2 separate regions of the Sus scrofa genome follow, and region 2 is linked to region 1. Evidence: chromatin contacts called from public Hi-C data. All regions are on one chromosome and are shown on one strand. The core of a region is the stretch at or near the end of the contact, and the rest is flanking DNA. Distances in the headings are between cores, read along the strand shown.

Region 1 (6,108 bases), core at 2,674-5,173:
GACACTAGGACGTGCAAACATGGAGAAAAGACTATGAGAGGACACAGTGAGAAGGGGGTTGTCTGCAAGCCAGGAGAGCCAGGACTTAGGGGAAACTAAACCCAACAACACCTTGACCTTGCACTTCTAACCTCCAGAACTGGGAAAAATTAGTCTCTGTTGCCTAAGCCCCCCAGGCTGTGGTAATTTGTGACAGCAGCGTAGACAGACAATACAACTTCCTAAACTGACTTAGATTCTCTTGCACGTTACAAGTCTCTTTGTAGCATACATCACACATGAAATTACTTGTTTATTAACTGCTTTCCCCTCTGGAATGTAGCTATCATGAGAAAGGTAATACTTTTTTTACCATTACTGTACTCTCCAGTACCCAGCAACACTCATACATAGTGAGAGCCCTAGAAATGAATGTATAGAAGCTACACATATGTGGCTACATAACTTTAAATTACTTACAAATGAAATAATAGAGACTTCACTCCTTGAGTAGCCCTAGACATATTCTAAACCCTCAGGAGCCACATGCAGCCACTGGTTACCACAGTGGATGGTGCAGATTCTATCATCACAGAAAGTTCTACTGGACAGGAATGAAATAAATGATGTGCGATTGAACTTGGACTATGAATGAATGTTAGCCACATAAAGAACGACGGGGAGGCAGAGGAAGGCCAGATGCAACAGGCAGAGTATGAACTGCCAGGCTGTATGGGCAGACCTGGAAGCAGCTTGTAGCTCAAGTGTGGGGTAGGGAGACGTGAGAGGTAAGGGCAAGGTCATGGGAGGACGCAGGTCCTGATGAGAGCTTCAAGTTTATTGTGACTGCGAGAGAATCCAAGCAGAGAAGTGTCTGGGTCAGATTTGCATATTAGATACATTACCCTGTGGGGAGTGTAAGCCTGGGGGCAGGAAAAACAATCAAGGGGTTGTTGAAATAGTCTGGACCAGAGAACCAAACAAAGGGAGGCTGGGGAGGATGGAGCTGGAGAAAGAAGGCAGACTTGAGGGCTGATTAAATGCAGGGCCGAGAGATGGGGGGAGGCCAATGTGACTTGTAAATAGGAGGATGGTAGTTCCACCCAGTGAGACTAGAATGAAGGGGAGAGTGGGAGAAGCAGGTTTTACTGGGGAGGGGGAAGCAAAGAGGATCAGCTAAATTCTGAACACATTAAGGTCGCGAGGTTTGATGGATACGATGGATATGAGAACAGGCATAGAGGCTGAGGTTCAAAAAAGAAGGCTGGTGGCAGTTGAGATGGGGGCTCATCAGCAAGGGTGGGAATTAAAACCATGCATTTGGGCGAGACCACCTGAAGAGAAAGGTGAGCGGTGGGCCTGGCCAGGCCAGCATTTGAGGATGCGCAGAGGAGAGGCCATCAATCACAAACCCAAAGAGCACACCCAGGCGGTATCATCTATGAAGCAGACTAACTATTTTTTACAATTATTTTATCTTTGGACCCATACAGCCTGCTAGAAGCAGCAATTGCAATATATTTCTATTTGATATGGAAGGTTTGTTTCACTGTTGGGTTTTCCAGTTTCGATCCTCAGATAAGCTCCCAGAAGTTAGAACAGGGACTGAGGGCTTTGGAAGCTCCTGTATGTGATCTGTGGGATCAGAGCAAATCCTTTGAGATCCCACATGTATGAGCTGGGGAAGCACCTTCCTGCCTAGAGGAAGAGAGACAGGAGTGTGGCAACCAGGAGCCATCCATGTAAGGTGACAGACCTTGAGGGAAAGCCATTTGATTTTGCTTCTGCAGCTCAAAACCAGGAAAGCCTCTACCCTAAAACAAGAGGGATTCCAGACTGATCAATGGGGGGTCCTATGTGATCTCCTGAAGGGAACAGCTAGGCTCACTGGTGAAGGGGAAAAAGTAGCTTCTGTTGACCTGATTGTTCACGAAGGGGAAAAATTCAGAGAACTGTCAGCCTGAATTCCTATCAGAATGTTAGCAGCTTCTCTGATACCAATTAACAGCCAGAAAATATCACCCCCAGGCTCCACTATTACTTGCTTCCCAATACCCCTTCTGTTTAATCTCAATTACATTTTTTCTTAAGCGTCATAAACCTGTCAGGCAACCCAGGAACCAACTTAGAGTAATCATTTCCCTTTAGTCACTCCACCTCCCTCAAGTAAAATTTAACTTACTGATGTTTTACTGGTACTTACTGATTTCATCCACATTTTTAAGAAATTTCTGCAAGTCTTTCTCTTGATAGTCAGCCATTGCGAACCAGAATCCCTGAGGGAAGCAGCAAAAATGATGAAAATTAATAATAATAAAACACTAAACAGAATTTGTCAGGCTTATTAGGCTTCTAAAGCTAAGAGCCAAGTGATTATTTCAAAGACAAATTTGTGTTTACAAAAGTCATGAGTAACAAGCAGGGTGATCTATTTCACTCCCGCTACCATTACGCCAAGGGACATCTGTTATTTGTGGCGATCCTTCCAGAAAGCTGCCAGCCTCCCTCCAATGGGAAAACTGCCCTGCGAAATGTTCTTACAAAGCCAACATAAACTTCTGTGATTCAGGGACCTGGCATGATAGGGACCAGGAGGAGAGCAGCTGACAGGCCACCAGGGATGGAGGATGCTAATTTTTGACTTTGACTGTGACAGCCCGGCCCAGCCAGGAGCTTGGACCTGGCTATGTGACAAGTAACCTGAAATGGGACAATCTGCATCTAAATGTCCAAACTTGTTTAAAATATAAGCCTCTGGCTTGTGCATGAGGAGCGAAGAAAAGCTACAAATTGGCTGAAGGGGTTAGAATTTGACAGCACTGTATGCCCGCGTCTCCTCTCCAGGTACTTTAGATGTATTACCTCTCAGCTGTTTTTGAATGAAAAGGTCTCCAGTGGGTCCCAAAGGTCCACCTGCGGACCATAAATATCATCCAAAACTTGAGTATAGAGATTTCTCAGCCTTAGCCCACAGTTCCTCAGCTACACACAGGAACCTACAGTTTGAAACACTCTCCAGGTCATTCTGCTTTACAGCCAGCTGTATTTAAAGGCAGTGGAGTCCTCTAAGGCACCTATAACCAGAAATTCAAAATCTGCCAGGAACAACTTGTGAGTTAATTGATCTCTTTGAGATTCCACCAGTTACAAGCTGTGCTACCTCAGCTAGAGTCACCACCTCTCTGAGCCTCAGAGAGAGGCCCCCTTCATTCTATGGAATCACTAATACAAAAGAGCACTATCTGGGGATTAACGTAATGCTGCAGTTTTGTGATGAGGGGTTGCTGCGGGTCACCCTTACCCATAAAAGAGGACTGGGGGCCTGCGGCTTAACTAAAAGATCCCGAGGTTTCTTTCCAGCTCCAGCTACTTAGGCTCTTGTGGAACTGAGGCCTAGTCAAATGAGTCAACTTGCCCAAGTTGAGGGAGGGCAGAAGGCAGGCTCTGAATTCCTGCGGGTAGGCGCCAAGCCCTCTGCTCCCAGGGCAGGCCTAAGGGTGCGCCCTGAGACTGGGCAGCGAACCCGCGAAGGGTCAGGAAACGAACCCACGAAGGGTCAGGAAGGCCAGGCACGGCGAGGCTCACGGCGGCGGGCGCGGCGTATATCCTGGGACAGGAGCCTGTGGCCCGCGGGGACTGTGCTGCAGCCAGGAGACCGCTCACCCCGGAAGCCCCTCCCCACCCTGCGCAGAGGGGAGGGGCCGACGGCACCGTTGCCCAGCAACCGCTCCGGAGCGTCCACTGGCCGGGTACCGCCAGGGAAGTCACAGCCCGCAGCCGATAAAGTCCCATACGCTGGGCCCAAACCAGCGTCCTCTGCTTGGCTCCGATGGCCAGATCAGGGCAGGGCAGACCCCAGGCCACCCCACTGCACTGACCTGACGCGCCCAGGGCTAGACAGGAAATGGCGGCCGTGGACGGGAGGCGACTGACCTAGGCTGGGGTGGGGCGGGGCCAGGGGCCAGGGTGTGGGCGTGGCTCCGCGCTGAGCGGCACCACGGGTCCTCCGGTTCCAGAATGCTTGGCCAAGCGCCAAATTCAAGGCGGAGCTGGGGCCAGGGATGCCTGAGGTGGACCTGGGAAGGAGGGGAGCAAAAGAAGCCCAAGTGTCCTGCGCTGATCCCTAAATCAGCTCCAGGTTTTTGCCTCTTTTTCTTTTGGGACTGGGTGTGGCATGTCCATTAGCTTAATATCCCTGGACCAAAAAGGCAGAAGGTCTCCAACGTACTTGGAAGAGGCAGGCTTTGGGTGTGAATTGGAATTTGCCTATTGGTATAGAAGACCTTCAGAGAGTTAGGTGACCTCTCTGATCTTCAGTTTTCTCCTCTAGAAAATGGAGAAATGCCACTTTCTCATAAGATTTTTGGTTAAAGTGCTGGGCTCCCAGTCATTAGGAATGAGTGGTGGTTATCATCCAGGGAATCCTAGGATTTAGAGCAGAATGAGATGATGAACACATTCGCACGTAGGGAGAGAGAGAGAGACTGTTTTACTATAAGAATTTGGCTCCCATGATAATGGAGGCTGAGAAGGGCACCATCTGCACTTAGCAAGCTGGAGACCCAAGGGGTCCATAGTGTCAGTTCCAACCGTCCAAGTTGAAGGGCTCGAGAACCAGGGGATCTGATGGTGGCATCAGTTCCGGTCCAAGTCTGAGTCCAAAGGCAGGAGGAGACCAAAGTCTCAGCCAAATACCGTCTGGCAGAGAGAAGGAATTCTCTCCAGGCCTTCAACTGATTGGATGAGGCCCACCCACATGGGGGAGAGAAATCTGTTTTACCCAGGCTACTGATTCAGATGTTAATCTCATTCAGAAACATCCCCACAGGCAAACCCTGAATAATGTTTTCACCAAATATCTGAGCACCCTGTGGCCCAGACAAGTTGACCCATAAAATTATCACAAGGTAACTACCAAAGAGCTTATCACCCAGGGGGTATTAAAGCTCAATCAGCAAACAATCACTTAAATTGTCCCTGTGAGAAGTGCTAAGAGAAGTAAAGGGGGTATGGAATTCCCGTTGTGGCTCAGCAGAAGAACCTGACCAATATCCATGAGGATGCCGTTTCAATCCCTGGCCTCGTTCAGTGGGTTAAGAATCCAGCGTTGCTGCAAGTTGCGTGTAGGTCGCAGATGCAGCTCAGATCCGGTGTTGCCTTGGCTGTGGCCTGGGCTGGCAGCTGAAGCTCTGATTCAACCCCTAGCCTGGGAACTTCCATATGCCGCAGGTGCAGCCCCCACCCCCAGCCGCAAAAAAGGTGAAAAACAAATGTAGCAAAGGGTACTGGGAAAGCTTGGGCTCCAACCTTGGAGATTTTCCCGAGGGCATGATGTTTAAGCTGAGCTTGAAGGGGTGAGTGACATTTACCAGCTGGACAGGGGGAAAAGGGCCAGCATGAGCAGTAGGGGGACACCTGACACGGCTGAGGAACCAGCAGGAGGCCAAGCGTGGCTGTGGCCTAGAGAGCGAAAAGTAAGTGGCGCAAGAGGAAGCTGGGCCCAGATCACACGGGGCCTTTGAAAGCTTCTGAGTCTTCCTCGTAAGTGCCAGGGGCAGCGTTTGAGGGGTTGACATGCTCGGATTTTTCTTATTAGAAAACCATTCTGTCTGTGATGTGGAGGATGAGCTGGAAGGAGGCCAGAGGGACACAGAGAGGCGAGTTAGAGGCTGTTAACAGCATGCATTGGTAGAGGGAAGAGAGAGGATTCGATGAATTTGAGATGTACTTTGGAGGGAGACTTGCCAGCAGGGAAATATTAGCAGTGATACTAGGTTTCTAGCTTGAGCCAGAATAGGGCTCTCCATCGCCTGAGATGAAGATTGGAGGAGAATCAGTTGTAGCAAAGGTAATGAGTTCAGATTTATAATCAGTTGAATAGACCTATGAGTTATTCAAATGTAGATGTTGAATAAATTAATTGTCCTTTGATAGTTACTCTCCTCTTCTTCAGATTCTCCAATTTTAGCAAAGCACAACGCCTAGAATAGATCGTATTTACTCGCTGTCCTTACATTGGACTATTTGCTTACACATGGCCAACCAATGAAATATAAGCAGAAGTTATGGGTGCTACTTCTAGGAAGTGTCCTAAAAAAGGATTTCCTTCTCTTCGTCTCTTCTTGTTGG
Region 2 (6,108 bases), core at 1,806-4,305, 200 kb before region 1:
GCTGACGGCAGTGCCGGATCCTTAACCTATTGATTGAGGCTAGGGATCGAGCCTGCACCCTCATGCATACTAATCTGGTTGGTTACCACTGAGCTGTGCCGGGAACTCCACTGAACTAGGGTTTTTTTTTTTTTTAATTTTCTTCAGATATATACCCAGGAGTGGAATTTCTGGATCATACGACAGCTCTATTTTTCATTTTTTGAGGCATCTCCATAGTTCTCCACAGGGGCTGCAAAAATTTACATCCCCACCCACGGTGTACGAGGTTCCCTTTTCTCCACATCCTCACCAACGTTTGCTATTCGTGTTCTTTTTGATGACGGCCATTCTGACAGGTGTGGGGTGATACCTCACGGCGGTTTTGGTTTGCATTTCTTTGATGATGAGTGATGTTGAGCATCATTTCATCTGCCTGTTGGCCATCTTTGTGAAACTAGAGTTCTTCTAAATGCGGGATTGGAAGACCTGAAGAGCGTTTCAGTTGGAGAAGAGAGCTGGCCTGGGAAGGGCAGGAGGCAGAACATGAAAACGCCTCAGCAGGGAAGAAAGTTGACTTTTTGTGTGTTTTCTCCAAAAAAGCAGAAGAAAGACCAAGAAGTGAAGGCAGTTTTGGATTCAACTGCAGAAAGGTGCCCTGCCAGCCAAGCAGGCTGCAGGATGGGACACCTTCCCCCTGGAAGTGCTCACACAGGGTCTGGGCAGCTCTTCTCACTCAGCCTCTTTCCCCGGGGACAGGAGGTCAAACAAGGGAGCTCCTACCTGTGCTCCGTGAGAAAGAGCAGCAGCGTGCGCATGAGTTTTTCCTCCACTGAAACACCAACTTCGATTTCCAGGCAGCACAACATTTGTTTTTAGAGGGGAAAAAAGAAACGAAAAGAAAGAAAGAAAAGCCAGCCAGCTCAGAGGTGATGAGGGTGACAGGGCTACAATTATCACCTGCTCCTCAGCACCTCGTGTATTGTGAGAAAGATGCTGACAGCTCTGAACTCTCTTTGTGTGGGGAGCTGAAGCCCCCAACCTCTGCTCAGAACATTTGACACAGACAGACAGCTGTGGGACCGCGTGGGGGTGGGGTGGGGGTGGAGGGGGCTCTTACCTCCTCCCTCTCTCTTTATGATGCGGGAGTGAGCTGAGGAGCCCCCTGCGTGCTTCCATTCTTGGACGGATTTTTAGAATACTCAGCTAGCCTTTGCTTAAGAGCCTCATTAGGGTACCGCACTTTGCAAGAAAGAAAAGGAAAACAATGGATATTAATTTGAGATGAAATGACCTTGTAAAGGGGCAGCATGGAAGAGTGACCTGCAGAGGGCGCCAGAGTAACTTGATGTTAAGTAGCCCGTTCAAGAAGTCCAGTGAAGTAGTGCAGAGAGATAGGGCTTTCCCTCCACAAGAACGCAGCTAAGAAATCTGATTCTGCTTCTTATTTGACGTGTGACCTTAAGCAACTTATTTACCCTCTTAGAGCCTCAGCTTCCTCGTCTGTAAAATGGGAGTAGCTCTATCTACATTGAAGGGTTGTTACAAAGACTAAAAGCACCCTGACTTTATCCATTCATCTGTTGTTAGACACTTACACTGACTGTGTGCCCTGCATGTCGCAAGTATGATCCGATCTTATCCTTACACTCTCTTTCCAAGGCAGGGTGTTCCCCTGGAGGAGCAAACAGGATTGAAGAGGTTTGAAACTAGTTCACCATTCTAGAGCTGGTAAGAAGGCTGTGTGCCAGACAGACTAGGAGAGAAATGGAATCAAAGGCACAGAAACTGCCTGTAGAGAGGCAGAGAGATGGGAACAGTATCAATGGCATCACTGTTAAGAAACTCTGAGTATTCATTGGTTTATTCACTCATCCATACCGTAGCTACTTACCGAGTTCCCGCTGCGGTGCCATGCTCTGTTCTGGGCAACGTCATTACAATGTCGAATAACGCAGACATAGTCTCTGCTCTTGAGGAGCTGTCTTTCTACTGGGGGAAATTTAATTATCATTGAAATAACAGCGAGAAAGCACAAAAACACATCCAGCTTAGTTTTGGAGACCAGAGAACACCGTGTATGAATCAGCTGAAAGACATCCTCGGGGCTCTCAGGGCCGCTCTTTTGTCTCTGGTTGACAGTTTATCTCCTTTTGCCCATGAGCTGAAATCATGGGTTTGTGCCCAGTACCTGGCGCAGGGGTTGTTGGACAAAGGGAGCAGGATCGAGGACCCGCCCTCCAGGAGAAGGGGGCCAGAGCGCAGAATTCCCCTTGGGTCTCTGCGTGGAGGGGGTGGTGCTGAACATGACTTTGTTTTTTTCTAACATCAAAAGCCCTGGACGGCTGGGGTTTCGAGTGCTTTTCAGTGCCAGGTATGCGTGTGAGGAAGCTGCAGACAAAGGCAGCATCAAAGCATGCCCTGGCCTTCCTTTCTGCTCCCTGACAAAGGCCTCGCACACTCAGACACAGCTGCGGCTCTTCCCCGGGGGTCTCTGTTTTATGGCTGTTCTTTGATTTGGGGGCTTTCATTCTCTCACTTGAGCTCGCTTTTTCTGGCAACCGGGGTGCCAGCAAATGACCTTGGCCTATAGGCCGCTGCAATGGCCAGCCAGGGTTGCCAGGGAGACCGTAGTGCTGTTCGAGGAGTCAGGAATGTGGGAGTTTCCATACGGGCCTGTTTCAGTTTTCTTTTCCTGCAGAACAAATCACCCCCAAACTATTATAACCAACAGTGGCTTAAAGGAACAATGACGTTGTTTCTTGCAGTTCTGCGGGTGGACTGGGTTCAGCTGGGAGGGGCTTCTCTACAAGGTGTAGCTGAGATCACTCAAGAAGCTTCATTTGGGAGTTCCCCGATGGCTCAGCAGTTAAGGATTTGGCCTTGTCACTTCTGTGGCTCGGGTTCGATCCCTGACCTGGGAACTTCCATAAGCCATGGGAGCAACTGAAAATAACAAAACAATGTGGGTGGACACCACCCCTAGGAGCACCGTAACACCACAACCTGACTCATCAGGATGCAGCCAACAGACTAGCAGGCTGGCATAAGCCCCAGAGAGCCTAAACCCATCACCAGCAGGTGGACACCAGGTCTGAGGTGTGCTGGACTCCTCAGCCAGCTGCCCCAGGATCCAGCCCTGTGCACTTTCAGACCAGCGCTGGTTTGGGAACACCCCAGAACCTGCAGCCAGCTGTGCCAAGAACTGGGCCCATCTACCTGCAGGCTAACACTAGATCTGGGAACCCTGGACCATAACCATACCCCCCAGAACCTGGCTCTGCCCACCAGGGAGCCAGCACTAGCCCCAGGACCACTTGAGATTCCACAGCCAGCTACCTAGTGATACAGCCCCACCAACCAGTAGCTGGCAGCTTCTGCACAAGGCAGGGCCTCCCAACCAAGGACTGGAGGCCAACCGCGCCCACCAGACTTCTCACAATAGTCAGCCTAACAAAACAGAAGGACCCGTGCAGCCCACATAGGGGGCACCTGTAGAGTATATAGTTCTGATAGCTAGAGCGATGTATGCTTTTGGGATGCATCAGGCATTTCCTACACAAGGCCACTTCTCCAAGGTCAGGACATGTAACCAATCTATCAAATACACTGAAATAACAACTGCAAATTAGGCAAAATGAGGTGAAAGAGGAACATGTTACCAATGAAGGAATAAGACGAAAATCCCAAAAGAAGAACTAAGTGAAGGGAAGATAGACAATTGACCTGATAAAGAGTTCACGATGATGATCACAAAGATGACCAAAGGACCCAGGAGAAGAATCGATGAACAGAGGGAGAAATTAGACGTTTTTAACAAGGAGTTAGAAAATACAAAGAAGAACCAAACCCAGATGAAGAATGCCGTAACTGAAATGAAAAAACACACCAGGAGGAATCAACAGCAGACTGATGGATGCAGAGGAATGGATCAGCAAGCTGAAGAGACAGTAGTGGAAATTGCTGAAGCTGAACAGAAAAAAAGAATAAAAAGAAGTGAGGACAGTTTAAGAGACCTCTGGGACAACATCAAGTTCCTAAAGGAACCAGAAGAAGAAGAACAAACAAAACTCAAAGTTAGTAGAAGGAAAGAAATCACAAAGTTCGGAGCAGAAAGAAATGAAATAGAGACCAAAATACAATAGAAAAGATCAATGCATCTAAGAGTTGGTTCTTTGAAAAGATAAACAAAATTGATTAACTTTTAGCCAGACTCATGAAGATAAAAAGAAAGAGGGCCCAAATCAATAAAATCAGAAATGAAGAAGAATTTACCTCTGACACCCCAGAAATGCAAGGATCATAAGAGATTACTATAAACAATTAGAAAGCATTAAAATGGACAACCATTTTATAGGGAACCACAAAAGATACTGAATAGCTCAATATCCAAAAAACAAACAACTTAATTCAAAAATGGGCAGGGGAATTCCTGTCGTGGTGCAGCGGAAACAAATCTGACTAGTATCCATGAGGTTGCAGGTTTGATCCCTGGCCTTGCCCAGTGGGTTGAGGATCTGGCATTGCTGTGACCTGTGGTATAGGTTGCAGATGCGGCTCGGATCCTGCCTTGCTGCAGCCGTAGCTCAAATTGGACCCCTAGCTTGGGAACCTCCACATGCCTCGAGTGCAACCCTAAAAAACAAAACAAAAAACAAACGAGAAAAGGGGCAGAAGACTTGTATAGACATGTTCCCAAAGAAGACAAAGATAGCCAACAGGCACATGAAAAGATACTCAGCATTACTAGTCATCAGGTAAACAGAAGTCAAAACCTCACTCCTGTCAGAATGGTTGTCATCAAAAAATCTACAAACAACAAATGTTAGTGAAGATGTGGAGAAAAGAGAACCCTAGTGCACTGCTAGTGGGAATGTAAATTGTTGCAACCACTCTGGGAAACAGTTTGGAGTTTCCTCAAATATACTGAACATACAACCACCATGTGATCCAGAAATTCCACTCTTGGGTAAAAATCCGAAGCCAGGAGTTCCCTGGTGGCCTGGTGGTTAAGGATGTGGTGTTTTCACTGCTGTGACTTGGGTTCAATTCACTGGCCCAGGAACTTCCACATGCCACATGCCATGGGTGTGGCCATAAAATTGTATATAATCTCTTTTTTCAGTAGTAATAATTAAAAACAGTTATCGTGACAAGTTTTTCAGTGTTTCCTTTGTGGATTTTGAGATTTGTGTCACATTTAGGTCATTTATACTCTGAGGTGATAAAACAATGTTCTCCACGTTTTCTCGGTCTCTTCACAGGCCGGATCACAATGCTCTCAGTTTTGAAGTTTTTCGTATATTCACACATGCAGTGCTGCCCACTGCAATGTTTGCATACTACTCTGGCTTTTTGTTCATTGTACTTCAAAAGAGCTGGGTAGTACTTTTTTACATTAATTGTGTTAATAGACTGCAGAGAACTTGCATCTTTTTATTGTTGAATGTAGTAAGGTCATAGTGTGCCTTTCAATTTGTTCAAGTCTTCTTTTGCGTTCTCAGTGTTCTCTTCATATCAATCGTGCACATTTACCATTAGTTTTTATTGCTCAGTATGCCGTCTTGATTTGTATGTGTATTTTTTGCTGTTGCAAATGGAGTCTTGTCTTCTGTCATGCCTTCAAATTGTCACCTATTGTTAGCTTACATGAAGCTCTGAGGTTCTATGTACTAGTTTTGTATAACCAACCAATGGAGTGAAATCTCTCACTGCTTCTAATAGCTTATTTGGTGCTGTTTTTCTCCTTATTTGGTTTTGGGGGTTTCTCAAATGCAAATAGTGATATTTTACTGCTTCCTTTCCAATGTTTATAACTTTAATTTCTTTCTATGTCTAAATGCATTGGCCAGTATTTCTAGAACAGTTTAATCTCAGAGGTGAACATTTTTTTCTGCATTCATACTGTTAATGGAAATGCTTCAGATGTTTCCTTATTAAATGCTGTAGTTCAGAGAGATGTATTTTATCACATTGAGGAAGTATTTATTAAAACCTCTTTATTAATTAAGAGATTTTAATGAATGATTGTGGCTATGGTATTGTTCCATCTGTATGAAAGTGCATGAACAGATCACAGTCTAATCTATGGTGACAAAAGTGAGGACAGTGTGTACTTTGGTGAGGGGA

The links. Hi-C and Micro-C count contacts between places; a contact is called where the count stands out from the background.
Region 2: a contact with region 1 is called in a Hi-C map of omental adipose tissue, with 1.6 times the contacts expected there. The contact joins the enhancer-like site here to the promoter of TTC12 in region 1. A contact is called at or near these places in 1 of 5 promoter capture datasets (liver), 22 of 47 Hi-C or Micro-C datasets (alveolar macrophages, brain, embryonic fibroblasts and 13 more) and 1 of 2 datasets of contacts at active chromatin or transcription factors (skeletal muscle).

What each region holds. Positions count from the first base shown.
Region 1 is chr9:40,986,696-40,992,803 of Sscrofa11.1, reverse strand. TTC12 (tetratricopeptide repeat protein 12) reads right to left here and starts at 3,923. Exons shown (of 22, transcript XM_005667347.2): 1 at 3,858-3,923; 2 at 2,183-2,255. The coding sequence starts at 2,240.
Region 2 is chr9:41,188,673-41,194,780 of Sscrofa11.1, reverse strand. No RefSeq gene overlaps it. Among named protein-coding and RNA genes, the nearest start is that of DRD2, 110 kb to the right of the region's middle. Within about 2 kb of position 3,055, at least 5 of the 83 cell types and tissues checked have an H3K27ac peak or open chromatin away from gene starts, as enhancers often do. A contact at or near this core is called in omental adipose tissue, where this site is marked.